2 separate regions of the Sus scrofa genome follow, and region 2 is linked to region 1. The links are chromatin contacts, called in public HiChIP or PLAC-seq maps. All regions are on one chromosome and are shown on one strand. Each heading gives the region's core, a stretch centred on a gene start, on an enhancer-like site or on the middle of the called end of the contact. The rest is flanking DNA. Distances are from core to core; before and after follow the strand shown.

What was found. HiChIP or PLAC-seq counts read pairs in DNA pulled down with a chosen protein or histone mark.
Region 2: a contact with region 1 is called in an H3K27ac HiChIP or PLAC-seq map of alveolar macrophages. The contact joins two enhancer-like sites. A contact is called at or near these places in 1 of 47 Hi-C or Micro-C datasets (epiblast stem cells) and 1 of 2 datasets of contacts at active chromatin or transcription factors (alveolar macrophages).

Annotation. Positions count from the first base shown.
Region 1 is chr9:122,239,293-122,244,229 of Sscrofa11.1, reverse strand. The region is part of intron 1 of XPR1 (xenotropic and polytropic retrovirus receptor 1); the gene reads right to left. Among named protein-coding and RNA genes, the nearest start is that of XPR1, 3.8 kb to the right of the region's middle. Within about 2 kb of position 2,414, at least 1 of the 83 cell types and tissues checked has an H3K27ac peak or open chromatin away from gene starts, as enhancers often do. A contact at or near this core is called in alveolar macrophages, where this site is marked.
Region 2 is chr9:122,680,168-122,685,059 of Sscrofa11.1, reverse strand. No RefSeq gene overlaps it. Among named protein-coding and RNA genes, the nearest start is that of IER5, 49 kb to the right of the region's middle. Within about 2 kb of position 3,324, at least 38 of the 83 cell types and tissues checked have an H3K27ac peak or open chromatin away from gene starts, as enhancers often do. A contact at or near this core is called in alveolar macrophages, where this site is marked.

The DNA of each region.
Region 1 (4,937 bases), core at 1,165-3,664:
GTCTACTTGGCTTCTTTTAGCATTTACTAGGTAGAGTGAAGACCTGAAAAGGTAAATACAATTGGGCAAGAAACCTAGAGAATTTTGACAATTTCTCAGTCCCAAAGGCCAATTAAATACCAAGCAACCCACAAACTAGCTCTGGTTAAGTAGTACAACTTGAGCAAAATTTTCCAAATATTTTTTATAACATATCATTACTAAAAAAAAAAAAAAAAAAAAAAAAAAAAAAGCTTACTATGCACCTCCAATATAGGTACATTTATTTATAAATTATTTCCTTCTACATCTGTTTACATTATAAAACAAGGATTTTTTTTAATGGAAGTTTTAAAAGCTGAGACAATGATAAAATAAATAATTTTAACCTTTCATTTGTGAATAATACTAAAATATTTTTAACCTCCTTTAAGAAATTATCATCAGTAACAATACTTTTAAAGAACAACCTAACTGAAAAGATTCATTACTTTTTAAAATTTTAGTTTAACATTTCATGATAATAGTATTTCAAAGGCCTAGTTCAAACTTTAGGGTTCAGTTGATTTTGAAACCTGATTATAATGGCTGGAAAACAGACCTTTTAAAGACAAAATACTCTAATATATCATATTTATTTAAGGTGGAGTTCACTGTAAATGACAATGGATGCAAAACAGTACTTCAAAGAATTATCTTAATTATTTTGAAACATTCTGGCAAACTTCCTGTCAGATCTATTTAAGTATCACTGTTTTCTCTATAATTTGGCTGACAAAAAGCTAGTACTAGAAGTAGAATTGCCAGCTCTGCCATTTTCTTGATATTCACGTGTGCCTGATTATTGGTACTGCTGCTGAGGCTTCTTTACAGGAGTCTTTTTAAGTCACATCCATTTTATAAGGGTTCATTTAGTCAAAATTAGGTAACAGCCATATATACTCATTTAACTATGTACCCATAAACTGGATTAACCGCTGTTTGCCCTCCGACTACCTCCTAAACAAGGTCACTGTATTAACCCATTTATTCAATATTAGCAAAATTTTCTTTCTGTTTTATGCACAAAAACAAACACAATTAACATTTCTAAAACTATTTTCTAATAAGATCCTGCTGTATAGCACAGGGAACTATTTTCAGTCACCTGTGATGGAGGATAATGTGAGAAAAAGAATGTATGTATATATATGTGTGTGTGACTGGGTCACTTTGCTGTATAGTAGAAAACTGACAGAACACTGTAAACCAACAATAATGGAAAAAAATGAAAATCACTTTTAAAAAATAATAAAGAATATATACGTATGTGTATGACTGGGTCACTTTGCTGTATAGTAGAAACTGACAGAACACTGTAAACCAACTATAATGGAAAAAATGAAAATCATTAAAAAAAAAAAACAAAAAACAACTATCTTCTCTTACTCCATGGGAGTTTTGAGTACTCTCCTTTGGGGGCTATGATGCAAATATACTTGAAATCTCTAGCCAGCACAACTCAGTCTCTCAGATGTTTTCCAGATTAGGACTGGATTTGAAGCCAGGACTGATTTTCCATGGTCACCCCAGGTCAAATAAGACTCTTAGGTTCTTATGATCTGGGCCTTCACCCAAAAACTGATCCAAAACCAACCTTCAGGGATGGGAGGGCAAGTATAATCTTTCCAGGATACTCACTTTATTATACAAAAATACACAGGATACACACTTTATTATACAAAAATAATAAAGAAGAGTAATAGTTTTCTGTCTTATACAACACTCATTCACTCAGTTAAGAAACATTCTGAAATGCAAAGCATCTTACTGACATAATCATTTACAAGTGTTATTTTAAATATGCTATACTGGATTTTCATTTGCAGAAGTGAGTGAAAGAAAAAGTGTGGTTTGTGCCCCATCGGGTGGCCAAACTGGAAATTTCAAAACAAGTTCCAGCAAGGCAAGTTAACCCTAACTAATCAACATAATACCTTTGGGAAATTGAAGCCTGCAACACAAGTGTTCTCATGGGAGAGTTCTATAAATGAAAATCACAATAACGTTACAGCACTGTTTCCTTGCAATTAAAAATAAGATACACAGTTTATGAAGAATCTCTCTTTTCCAAAATCTTGCAACAAAAAATTAATCTATGACCATCATTTTTTATTTAAGTTAAATAAAAGTTTCACTGGGTCAGCTTTCCATTCACACATTAAAATATCATCAAAAAATTTTGAAAGGTGACAATTTAAAAAAGTGCTATTAACAATAATGCTTTAAGTTCTCTCCTCTTCATATATCAAACACAAACCACAAAAAATGCACAGAAATTTAGAGCTATATGGTCCTTAGAAAATAGAGCTCTGTGAGCTTAGAAACCATCAAGTCCAGTTCTCTCACTTTACAGATGAAGAGCTTAAAGCCCAGAAAGAGGAAGTGATTTCTTCAGGGTCACACAGTTAGGGTGACCTCACTACCAAAGCTTACACACCTTCTGCTCAAGAGACTAGCTGTCTAGATATGATCCTGGACAAGTAATTTAACCTTTCTGGACCTCAGTTTCCTTACTTGAAAACAAACAAACAAACAAACAAGAAGGCAAATAATCTCTAAATTCCCTTCAAACTCTAAAATCCCGAAATTTAGATGTCTCATTATTTTATTACCTTACAAAACTACAGTGCACACTGAAAAAAAAAAAAAAAATGCCACATTTCTGAGAAACCAAAGCAGCACAGGACCCTAGGGAAAAAAACACAAGTCAGCAGCCTACAACACCAAATATATTTGCTTCTTTTGCTAGTATTCTGTAAAATATTAATATGGTCATACTACTCTATTTGGCTGAAACTGGTCTAAATTAATTTTGATTAATCAATTACAGAGCTCTAAAATATACAATCACTGATTCCAAATTTTTTTTGCCAGTTTGTTTGTTTCACTGTCACCCGGATGCCACTGATTCTAAGTTTTTATGCTCTTATAAAGATTTATTGATGTTCTATAATATAAACCAAGATTTACACTCAACTAGATTACTGGAAACAGGGACAGTCTCTTCCCACTGTGTTTATTCTGTGTAAAAACTATTCCCAAATGGATCAGATTTTCTTCATATAGTTTCTCCATGTTGCTCTCTTCTTTTATGTTTTATCATTCTGTCTATGAAGACTGAATCTATGAACTCTACAATTCACTTTTAAATCAGAAACTAATAATTTTCAGGATACTGATGCATCACTAAAATTAATAATTTTAACAATCTAAAAAATAAAAGCCAGTGAAAGTTAAATAAAAAATCCTATGAAAAGCTCTGGCTCTATATTCTTATTTTATGAAAGAGGAACCTTGAAAAGGCAAAAAGACTCTCCTCAAAGCCTCATGACAAGCACAAATGAGAACTAGCAGTTATTGTATGACTGTGTGTACACAATAATACATCTAATCATAGATGTAAAACAGTATTTTTCAGCTTCTACCTGAAGCTCTGCTTATTTCAAGTAAAATTTGACATAGCAAAATGAAATAAACCACAAAGAAGCTGAACAGTTCACCGTGGTTCACAGTACTAGAAAGCACCCTATGCTAGAAATCAGGGGCAATACACTGAAATTTCATCATCAGTACTTGAAAAGCAAATTCAAGTGTCTGTTCTACTAACAGTGTTTCAAGAGCATCATCTTCATATATGAGAAACTACATGTTACTGCATTATAAGGAAGTTCATTTCTCTAGTAAATACTAATATCTTTTATGATGTCCTTTTTTTCCCCAAAGTTTTTAAGCTACTAAAATTCCTGGACTCTAAAGACTCTTATTTATGACTCTTCAACTATTTTTAAAGGAACAGCACCAGTTCTAGAGAAACAATACACAACAGATCCCAAGCCTCTAAAAAATGTCCTTAATGGCTCCAATTCACAAAGAAAAGTGTTTCTTATTAATTTTGCCTACCAAACAATGAGCTTATCCTAGTCAAGAGTCACATGGTAGGAATTCTCTGCAGAATAAAATTTCAATTATCCCCAATTAATGAATTTTTCAAAAAATAATTTATAATTGGACTAGGAAAGATAATGCAGTCACACATATGCTCAGGAATTTTGTTCCTCTGTGACCAACCTAAAGTAATCACTTAGGACTACTGTCCAAATGGAGTATGTGAATAAGGAATCCCAGAATTACTCCAGCCACAAAGCTGACATTATAAATCAAGAAGTAATTATGTATTCAAACTAAATCTTATGCTTCTCCTTCCAGCCCCAGAAATTGTATTCCAAGTTAATACAATTCTATGAAACAGCTGAGTGCTGTAATATTTAAAACAAATCATAGCATACAACCAACCACCATTACTTCTCCCCAAATGAAGCATTCCATACTACATAACAAGTATAAGATGTTGCTTCAGCATGCTGTGCTCTATGCTTCTATGAAGAACTGGCAGTGGTGCTGAAAATTACTACTAGAGAGATGAAAGACCAATACCTTCCTTTCAATAAAAACCATCATCTGGACTCTAGCCAAGGTTTTAAACTGACCAAACGTTATTAGAAACAATAAATCAAAACCTCTACAAGGTGAAAAGCTAGTCCCTTTTTTTCATTCTCATGAAACATAGCCACAAAACACTGTAAGAAAATTAAGTGAAAAGAAAGCATTAATAATTTTCGGGCTTTCATTTCTGGCAATAATCAAATACTGTATGTTACAAGGTGAATTTATTTTACAAGGTTCTTCAAGGTTTTGTTTAACCTACTTAACAATCCCTTTCCCTGTCTTCTTCAATTATTACAACTGTTATATGAATAAACTATTGCCTAAACACCTATCAATGAACTTAAAATAGAAATTAAATAGAGAACCAAAATATTTTAATTCATAAAACCTAGCTAGAATATTTGTGTTCATATTGATTTTATACTCTTTGTTCCTGCACATAACATAGATGTGAATTCCTGGAGGTTACA
Region 2 (4,892 bases), core at 2,075-4,574, 440 kb before region 1:
GAACCACCATGACAGATCAACGGATGCAATGAACAGAGGGAAGAGGAAGTTAACCCTGTTTGGAGGGCACGAAGGCCTTCATTTACAGGGTGGGGCTGCCTGAACCAGCCTTTGAAAGAAAAGATTTTTGGCAGACAAGAAAGGTCATTCTCTACAGATTCGAACTGGAAGGCTTTAGTTCTAGTTCTGTAATAAACGATCAACATGTTCCCAGGGTCCAAGGGTCCAGTTTCCCCCAGCCCTGAATATTCCGTGTGATATTCCATCACTTCGCACAACAGGTTTCCTCCTCACATTCTTTAATGTAACGATATATTTGAAATGTCTTCATCTTCTGCTTATTTTCTGATAGTATCTGGAACTCCCAACATCGAGTCAGGGCACTAGCACCCTCCTTCAGTCTATCACTGAGAATTCATCCTCTTCCTGACCTGCTACTTCCTGTTCTCCTAACTTCAGGAGCTTTTTGTTCATCCGGAGTACAAGATTTTACTCAGGGTTGAAGCACTCTTCCTGTTAGCTAGGGGATTTTTTGACAAGAAAGGTGTGTCTAAGACCATTTTCTGTAAAATCTGTCACTGCCTAAGTGGTACCCTGCTGCTTGAGTCCTCATTCGTCTCCATGGCAATGTTCTGAAACTATTCTGCTTGTGGAAGTTCAAGGCCCATCAAATCACTTATCACAACAGAACCAGCACAGCCCACCAATGCACAGGCATGCACGTTCAGTGCAGGACAGCAACATTCATAAATGCAGCCATGGTTTGGTTTGCACTCATTTCAAAATCAGCAGCACGTGCTATGAAATGGATACCCACTCATTCACTGACTTCATCTACTCAGCCTTTGTTCATTCATGTATGCATCCAGGCTTCATGGAGGAGACAGAGATTTACAAATTTACCTCCTCCTTGGAGGAGAGAGGTGGGAATCAGGAATGGCTTCACCAAAGTGCGGTCAGCTGACCACCAAAGGGAAGGGCTTTTCTGACCAAACTGGCACATGGGCAAAGGCATGAAGATGTGAAGGAACATTCAAGATGACAAAGGAAAAGTGTCTGCCAATCAGACTGAGAAATGGGATGGAGGAGGGTGACTGAAGGGAGGTACTGAGGGGAGACAGAGTTGGGGCTAAAGAAAAGGGTGGCAATGACGTCCTGAGGGACCTGTGATAAAACACTAAGGAGTCTGCATGCCTTAAGAGCGAGGAGGATCTGAAGAGGAAATGCAGCAACATCAGATTTACCCTCTAGAAAGTCTGCTGCTGCTGCTGCTGCTGCTGCGGCTCTGGGATCTGAAGAGTGAAGCCCTAGGGTTAAAAAGAAGCCAGGGACAAGCTGACAAGGGCCTGAGAGGACCAGAGGTGGGGGGTGTGCAAAGGAAAGATTCAAGCACTTCAGAGGCAGGCCAGGTGGGACTTCAGAACCAATGAGGTGGAGGAGTGAAGGAGAACTTGGAGACTTCTGGGCCTGTTTGATGCCCAAGAAAAGGACAGGGTCAGAGAGAAGAAGCATTTGGCTTGGGACATTTTCAGCTTGGGGAGTTTCTGTGACATCCAGGAAGACGATCAGAGATACCCCAGTCCTTCAGGTTCCCCATATACTCTTAACCCTCTCCCACAGGGATAAAGCAATCAGAAAAGCTAATCCCCCCCAAAAAAAAGAAAAAAAAGAAAAGCTAATCCCCACTGAGGTAGAATGACAATGCAAGGGTTAATGTGCAACTTCCCCTTAGGACCCATATTTCCAACTAGGGAGAGAGCACCTCCTGGCCCATGTTAGTCAAAAGAATGGCTTCCCTACAATGAAATTCCAGGCAATGGGATGAGCAAGTTGGGAGCATATGTCCAGGGAGGGGGACCTTCCCAGCATCCCTAAAATCACATCATAGAGACTACAGCTAAAACTCCTTCCGTGAAATTTCACCCTCATTCCAAAGAACCCTGTTCACACTACAGATAAAGGAATCTTCCTCCTGGATCGGCTTCTGCCCTCTTAGCACAGGGAGATGGCACAGCAGATGTCACCAAGCTCTGGGGTCACTGAGTTCAAGACATGGCTCCAGCATTTACTGGATATATAACCTTGGGACCATTATTTAACTTTCTAAGACTAGATTCCATCATGCATTACACAAAGCCTCAGAACACCTGCCTCCCCTCTAGGGCTGTCGTGAGCTTGGACTTAAATGAGATGGCTGCAGTAAGCAGGGCTCCATCCATCAATTCTCACTACCTCTAGCATTTATCTCAGTGTCTTTCAACACCCAATTCACTTGGAGAAGCCTAATTTTCTCCATATTCATGGCCTATTAGCTGTTCTGACAGCTTTAAGTGATGAAAAGCCACCGTCCCGGTGGCACAGGCTCAGTCGTGAGGGCTGTGCCCCCTAACCGCCTATAGGGGGCAGCATCGGGCAGCACAAGGCCACATGGGGGCTCCCTTGTAAAATGTGGAGCTGGTCTGGAGAACGACAGGGGAGGTGGCTGGCATTTGAATCCAGACTCCAGTTGACAAAGGACCTGTCTTACTCCACATGGGTCTGACACGCGTCCCTCCCAGGGAGTCTCTGGCGAAAAAGGGAGCAGGGAGTGGTTTTCTGAAAGCACCCCAGGCCCCAACAAATCCAGCCGGGTTTTTCCCAAGCCCACACCAGGACTGGCTACCATTACCTTTTAATTTAGTGCTGATCTGATCTGGAAGAAGTGGCGTTCTCACATACCCAGAGGGCCCCTGCTGCAGATGCCTCCAACCCCCACAAAGTAAAGGGAGGGGGGCGCTGACAAGGACAGGAGAGGGAGCTTACACCTCTACCCTGCCCCCAAATCTTTTTAGTTTCCCACACCCTCAGCCCGAAGGGGAGTCCTGGAGAAGACAAAAGAAATAAAAGGACACAGCTCTGACTCTGAGGAGCCATTCATACTGTTGAAAAGACATCCAGATGTGAAACTGGAGAAAGACACAAGAATACCCGTGATGCCGTGCTCTGGTTTGCGCCAGCTTGGTGGCTCCTGCGCCCAAAGCCCCAGGAGGCATGCTCAGACTAGGATGGTTTTCTAGGATTTCTGAATGTGTTCACAGGGAAAATGAAAGAGGCCGGATGCTTAAGATCAACCAAGACTGCCCCAAATATGGGATCACCGCAGGGACAAGTGATCCCAGCTGTGGGAATCTGGAGAAGGGAGCTGTCACTGTAGGCGGCATTAAGTGGCCTGCAAGATCCAGGGGACTTGGTCACTCTTAAGTGAGCCTCAGGCCTCAGTGCCAGTGAGACACACTCTCCTACCGACTTTGCTGGGGAGGGAACTGCCCCGTCACCATGACATCATGACATCACCTCCTTCCAGGAATCACTGAGTCAGCATGCAGCGGGAGGCAGGACCCACCCACTCACTTCCTCCAACCAGGGCGGGGGGGGGGGGGGGGGGGGGGGGCCTTGCCCCCCCAGGCAAAGCTTGGGGCCTGTTCCTTCATGTCTGTCCACCCGGACTCAAGACTAGGTCAGCTCTGCAAAAAGACAAGGCGGTGCCAGACAAGGCGGTGCCAGACAAGGCGGTGCCAGAGGTGCCCACTCCCACCAGGACCCTCATGCCGTGGAAGAGAGGACCCCAGCAGAGAGTCACCCGTGGCTTGAAGTGCAGTGTCCCTGGGAGTGGTGGCGTGTTTAGCTCTGTCAGCCACTTAGAGCTCCTTGTGAACAAGCTGAGCTGTTTCTAAGAGGAGACACTGTGACAGAGGCACCAGGAGGGCCTGAGAAAGGAGCTGGGGCAGAAAGCTGAGGTGGGAAGGTTGAAAGAAACCCCGTGTCCCTGTCACAGCTGAAAGTGCCACACCAGTCGTGGCGGTCTTGTCCAGGCCCACTCCTGTGGGTGGGCACCTCCACAGCAGACTCCTCCATGGCCAGAAACCCCAGGAACAGAGCCAGAGGGTGACTTCCTCCTGCCCCTCCCCCGGCACAGTCACAGGTGCCTCCTCTCCTCCCAGGCCCCACCCTTCCCTTCCTTGCTAAGAGGATCCAAGCCAAAATCTGTCCACATCCCATCAGAGTCTATTTTATCCTGTCATTAATCCTGATGCTCGTAACCTGGTCTTACGAAGACAAAAATTAACCAGTAGGCACTAGTACAGTTTTATAGCACTGCCGAGGTCCTGTATTCTCCCCGCTCCTGCTAACACACACACAATCTGCTTTGATCTTTTTTTTTTCATCTTCTGTTACACTGTTTCACTTAATACCAACAAAACTCTGCCAGGAAAGGTACTGTCATCTTTTAGATGAAAAACTGAGATTCAGAAAATTGAGGGGGGAATTCCCATTGTGGCTCGGTGGAAACGAATCTGACTAGCATCCATGAGGACACAGGTTCGATCCCTGGCCTGACTCAGGGGGTTAATGATCCAGCGTTGCCATGAGCTGTGGTGTAGGTCGCAGACATGGCTCGGATTTGGCCTTGCTGTGGCTTTGGTGTGGGCCAGCAGCTATAGCTCCAATTCAACCCCTAGCCTGGGAGCTTCCATATGCCACCAGTGCGGCCCTAAAAAGACAAAAAAACCCAAAAACCAGAAAGTTGAAGGAAATTCTCCAGGGTCACAAAGCTAGCAAATGACAGCCAATCTTAGAAACTTTGGTCTGTCTGACAAGGAGCTGGGATCCTTCCACTCAGATCCTCTGACTCAAAGCATCTGAGTCAGAGATTATAAAATTAGAATTTCATTCAGCACTCCACAAACCTTTAAGATTGGAAGACATCTTGAAGGTTGTCCAGGCCTATGACCCAGACAGATGTCTGACTCTCCTGCATGATGTCCCGGCCTGGGCTTAGATACACCAGCTTCATGAAGGGCATCACGTCCTGATTCAGGCTACTCCAGCTGAGAATCACTAGACAGGTCTGT